Regions from separate parts of the Triticum aestivum genome. Here region 1 is linked to region 2. A link is a contact called in public Hi-C data. All regions are on one chromosome and are shown on one strand. Each heading gives the region's core, a stretch centred on a gene start, on an enhancer-like site or on the middle of the called end of the contact. The rest is flanking DNA. Distances are from core to core; before and after follow the strand shown. Region 1 holds the start of LOC123068675 (C-type lectin receptor-like tyrosine-protein kinase At1g52310). Region 2 holds the start of LOC123068671.

Evidence for each region. Hi-C and Micro-C count contacts between places; a contact is called where the count stands out from the background.
Region 1: a Hi-C map of leaf shows a contact between it and region 2, with 4 times the contacts expected there. The contact joins the promoter of LOC123068675 here to the promoter of LOC123068671 in region 2. A contact is called at or near these places in 2 of 5 Hi-C or Micro-C datasets (both in leaf).

The regions. Positions count from the first base shown.
Region 1 is chr3B:73,932,791-73,935,490 of IWGSC CS RefSeq v2.1, reverse strand. LOC123068675 (C-type lectin receptor-like tyrosine-protein kinase At1g52310) reads right to left here and starts at 1,277. Exons shown (of 4, transcript XM_044491287.1): 1 at 1,021-1,277; 2 at 1-309. The coding sequence starts at 1,246.
Region 2 is chr3B:73,711,981-73,714,680 of IWGSC CS RefSeq v2.1, reverse strand. It overlaps LOC123068671, which reads left to right and starts at 1,252. Exons shown (of 16, transcript XR_006431950.1): 1 at 1,252-2,700.

The DNA.
Region 1 (2,700 bases), core at 28-2,527, 220 kb before region 2:
CGGTGCAATTGGGATGCAACGGCTCACCGGGAAAGGCGGTCTCGTTCCAAGAAGACGAATTATCAGACCATTTCCAGCCACCAACACTACCAGTGGTGTTGTGGCGACGCCCTCCAACCCAGCACCCGGAGGAGGCAGCTCCACAGAGAGACCTTGCGAAATTCAGCTCCTGAACTGATGATAATGCAGCCAGATGACCGCTGAAGTTGCGGCAGAGAGCTTCGGATCCGTCCCAGGAAAGGGAGCTTGAGATGTGCATGAAGCATTTTAGCCGGTCAGGACTGATTTGCCAACCGTCAGGGCATGACGCTGCAGAAAACAGAAAGTATTGAGATTAATAACCTTATGGGAAATATCATTGGATTGGCAATGGCATCTAGAGCCTCTTAAAACAGTTATACATGTGGATGCATACATGCCTGATGTCCTATTGCCAATTTCTGTCTTTCTTTGCAAGGTATGGCCAACTCATCTGCCCAAAATGGGCTGTGGCTGGCTTGCCAACCAGAAAGAGTCGAGCCATTTCAAGTACATATGATCGGTTTCTGACAGGAGCATAATCTAGAGCGCACGTTTTGTGCCAGATGCAGCACTAGAGTAAACCATTAGGGAATATTATATTATACGGATCTAGCCGCTGACGCTTGATAGTTGTGGCACACCAGCACCAGCCACCAGTATATATATCAGATAGGGGGAACGAGGTGCCGCAGATTTGCTGTTTTTGTGCCGGCCTTGGTGAAGCAAAATCACATGTTTTGGCGAAGCCGGGAGACAAATTTATTTAAGTATTTATCTTCTGATTTGTGTGCGCCCTTTGCAAAGAAAAGATACATATGACAAAATTATTATCAATCAGACCTTGCAGACGAGAGTGAGGAAAAATAGCTCGACTCCGAGCTGGTCAGGCGCTCGGCTCTCGCGAGGAACAAGCAAGGCAGGAACACACTCCTAGGGAAGAGGTCATGGATCTATCTAGAGTGAAGGGGGTGAAAGAGAAGACGGTGGCAGTATACTCACGGGTGTGAGCCAGCGCGGGCGCGGCGGCGGAGAGGAGCAACGCGGCGAGGACGAGGGCGAGGGGCATGGCCATGGCCGCCCCCTTGCTCCGGTGGTCGGTCTCCCGTCCTCCGAGGGGCGGCGTTTCTTTCTGCTTTGTTCTCACTGGGAGTTCGCACTGGGATGGATGGGAAAGGAGGAGAGGAAGAAGGGAACGGGTGGGCCCACCGTCTTGACTACTCGCCATTAATTCCACTGCCCACCTCACCTGGCCCCTGCCTGCCTCCAGTCGCTGTTGCTATACCCTTTTTACTCCACAGTTTTTCTTTTGAGATAATTTTTTTCACCGGCTCGGAAGCACACGCTCCCGCGCATCAAAAATATTTTTCTACAAGATGTCAAATGTCTGAAAAAAAATTATATGTGTTAATGGCCATATATTTTTTAATATAATACTTACACTCATCACTCTGAACACATACATGCACACTCTAACTCTGTGAACGCCTCCAAGAGATTGAGCCGCCCTATCATACTGAGATTGATAAAAGTCATCATATGCGGCTCGTAGTCGAGTCGACCGGATGTCTCTTTCCATGTAAATGTTGCTCGCAAACATTTAGGGAAAGACTTAAGCATTTTGACCTGTTAAAAGAAACAAGTCGAACACGAAATGGTACTCTTAATTTTGTTTGTTTCACTGACGAAGCACTGGTATTCCGTTACAAAAAAAAAATTCAAGCACAAACATGCTTGTTACACTAACATAAAAATCTACACAACTAAAGAACATGGAATCTAAAAAAACAGTTTTTTTTTAAAAAACTTACTATTTATTTAGAATTTATTGTTCATCCAGGAGCATATGCTCCCTAGATCCGAAATAGACTCCAGAATATCACATTGTATTGATATTGCAAAATCATCCAATCACTATGAGCTATGCCATGCTTGTATGAAATATAAATTTCAAATATCCATTAATGGTATATATTTACCTTTTTTATCTTGTGGAAAATAAATGGATTGTCACATTACGAGATGACTGATATGACAAAGGTGGGCATTATCAATAAAAGGGGTATCATCTTATCAAAGGATTTGGGTCTTAGCTACTTGCTAAACTACACGGCAATCTATACCAAAGATAGCATTTTATGCGTATAAAATAATTTTGTAAAGTATAATCTAAGTATAGGGGTTGACATGGTCAAAGCGGATGCTTGTCTGGCTCAGCAAGGTCTTCAAACTTCTCTGATCCCTCTTTGTAAGTTTTGTTTCGGATCACGTTCTAGTAGTCGAAAGTAAAATCAATAGCAAATAAACCACACAATAAAAACATGAAACATAAAGTGCTCAGAAAACCATGAAACCACTTCTGTCAAATAGGTATGGTCTAGAGAAGAATATTGGGAAAAAATCTGGGTTTATAGACATGGAAAATATTTTATGAATTTTTAAAGATGGATTTAATATGAAGAATACGGGTTTTATCACGTACAGCCCAGGAAAGCCCCATAGAAAAATGATATAACTACTCTATTAAAATTTGCCATGAATTTAGAAGCATATGGGAATTTGAATCATCAAATTTAGATTTCAAATGAATATTCTATGGATTTATGAATTCTCTAGATAAAGATAAAAGGAAAAAGAAATTATACCTTACTAGGCCAAAATAGATTTGGAACAAAGGAGCGC
Region 2 (2,700 bases), core at 3-2,502:
CCCGTATGTGTTTGCTGGTATGGGCCGCCTCCTCTCCATTGCTTCTGGGCTTGTGCAGTTGTTGGGCCTGCTCGGGCTACATAATATAGCAAAAAAATAATGTCGCGGCAGGGATTCGAACCTTTGACGTCTCCGAACTTAACCACAGTTGTATTGTAACCAACTAAGCTAGATCCATCTTATGATATATATGGTGGCTTCGCTTAGTATTAAATAGTCCCACCTCGCTCCTTTAGAGTAAAATTTACCAATTTATATATGACTGTGAGTTTAGTAATAAGAAAGAGTGGCCAATAAAGGAAGGAGAGGGATACATGCACGGCATGCATTTATCTGCGTTGGTCAAAACTGGCTCGTGACTCATGCGAGATGTGCTGCCTTACATGCATAGCGGCTTGGTGGTCCATGGTTCTCTAATCAGAGAATAATCACGCCGAGAAAACGTCCTCATGAATGGACATGGTTGACGACCTGGGTTCCCGGTGGATAAAAAACGAGTACATCAAAGGAAAGTTTTCTTGTTGCATTTAATTTTACTGGCTGATTTTATAACAATTCAGATTTTTGTATGAATTTTACTGAATTGACACATCTTGGCTTTGAGAGAATTTTTATTTTGTAGCAACCGATGTGCATCAATGAGTAGCTCGCAGAGGGCGGTCCTCACATCTACCTTCACAAGTTTAGGTTTTTGAAGTTATATAAATGTTGCTTTGTTTTTTTAGCAAGGTAGAAACATTACTTTGTTGGCACGGTTCAAAGATAATGTGATGGTCCAAGCTTGTCGCCTTGGGTTAATCACTTTCGAAGCACCGTGGCCACGTGAACAGCCACCGTTCCTAGAGGTGGGAAGGAGCAAAAACATAGGTGCTTCCATGGACTATTTGTGGGGTGGTGGTGGTGTTCGCCAGAGGGGTAGGGGTTGTGATATTTTTTCTCCCATTGCAACGCACGGGCATGTGTGCTAGTACATAATAAAGAAAAAACCAATTCAAGGAACCTTCTAGAAGTTTTTCAAAACCAGAAAAAACCAGCTGGGAACCTCTAGAAGGTTCCCAAAACCGGGGACGTTGGAACGTTTAAACGGGCCGGCCCCGTTGCGTCGCTGCTCGGTCGCTCTCCTATGCGAAACGCCGACAGTTTGACATAGCGAGCGGCAAATAGCATTTTCCTGCCTGGACCACCCTACTAGAAATTTCCCAAACCGCCTCGAGCACCCGATCCCAATCCGAGGCTCCCAACGGTAATATCTTCGCGCCGCGCCGCGTTGCCGACCGACCGACCGCCCCCTCCTGTCCTGCCCACCCGGCCCGGATCCAACCCCAACCCACCACCAGCAGCTCCATTCCCCTCCGGTCTCCGCCGTCCGCCGAAGCCGCCTCCGGCAAGGACCCGGCCGGCGACGCTGCCTCTTCCCCGGCGGGCCGCCCGCGGCCACGCGCGCCCTCCCCGCGCTCTGGCCGTGGCCGGTCTGCTCCTCCCCTCTTCGCCCGGGGCCTCGGGTCGTGCCTCTCGCCTCGCCTCCTCGCGTCTGGTTCGGATTCGCTCGTCCTCGATTCGCCGCCCGTTTAGGTTTAGAACCGCACAAGATTTTGTTTCTGCTCGTGCTCTATTCGTCAGTTTGGAGTCGCGCCTGCTCTGATTTTGCTCATCCTCGCTGTCGCCCGTTTGGGGTCGCGTTCGGTTCGATTTTGCTCGTCGCCTTCGTCCGTTTAGAGTCGCCGTCCGGTTCGATTTTGCTCGTCGCCGTCGTCCGTGTGGAGTCTCCGTCCGGTTCGATTTTGCTCGTCCTTGACGTCGTCCGTGTGGAGTCGCGTCCTATTCGATTTTGCTCGTCTTCGCCGTCGTCCGTGTAGAGTCGCGTCCGGTTCGATTTCGCTCGTCCTCGTCGTTGTCCCGATGCGCTCGCGTGTTCTTGGTCCGTCTCGCCTCGTCGGGGGTCTCCGTCTCATTTGCGAACTAGCAATTCTTTCTTTCTGCGTGCGATTCTGTTATCCGAGAGGCACTCCGGGTCCTGGGTTCCGTGTTCGCGTCGGTTGCAGGAACGAACGAGGTCTGGTTTAGAAATTGGATTACGGCCGGAGACGGGGAGCGATGTTCGTTTATCGTGCTAGTTCAGACCGGTTCCTCAGTTACGTCACCTGCGATGCTCTCTTGTGATACTCTCTCAATTCTTGGCCCTCTGTCAGTTCTTGTTGGCCCTCTGTCAATTCTTAAGTTCCAGGGTCCGCTAATTCTTGAGTTCTTGTTGTACTAGTTAGGCCTTAGGCGTGTGTGCTCTCATCTTAGGTGATTTCCTAGTTCTGATGGTGTATACTGTTTATGTTCTTTCCAATTTGTTTCTTTTTTATCATGCTTTGCTTTGTTTTGCCTGCTGCTTGACTAATTGAACACCTGCTGCTTGACTAATTGAACACCTGCTGCTGCTACTGTTGGACAAAGGTTCCTTCTTTTCTTCCTGGTTTTGCTATTTCCATCGAAGTACTCATAGGAGTTCTAGATGAGCTGCTGCTAGTTAGTTCCCCTTAGACTACATTCTAGATTGCATAGCATAACTCAAGAATTTTGTCATTGCACATATGGGTATATATATATTTCTGTTGTGAGCATAACTCCAGAATTTATTTATCCATGAAAGCACGTTCATCACATGTTTATGCGCATGCTTATTTATCCATGAAAATTCTATCGTGTCCCTTT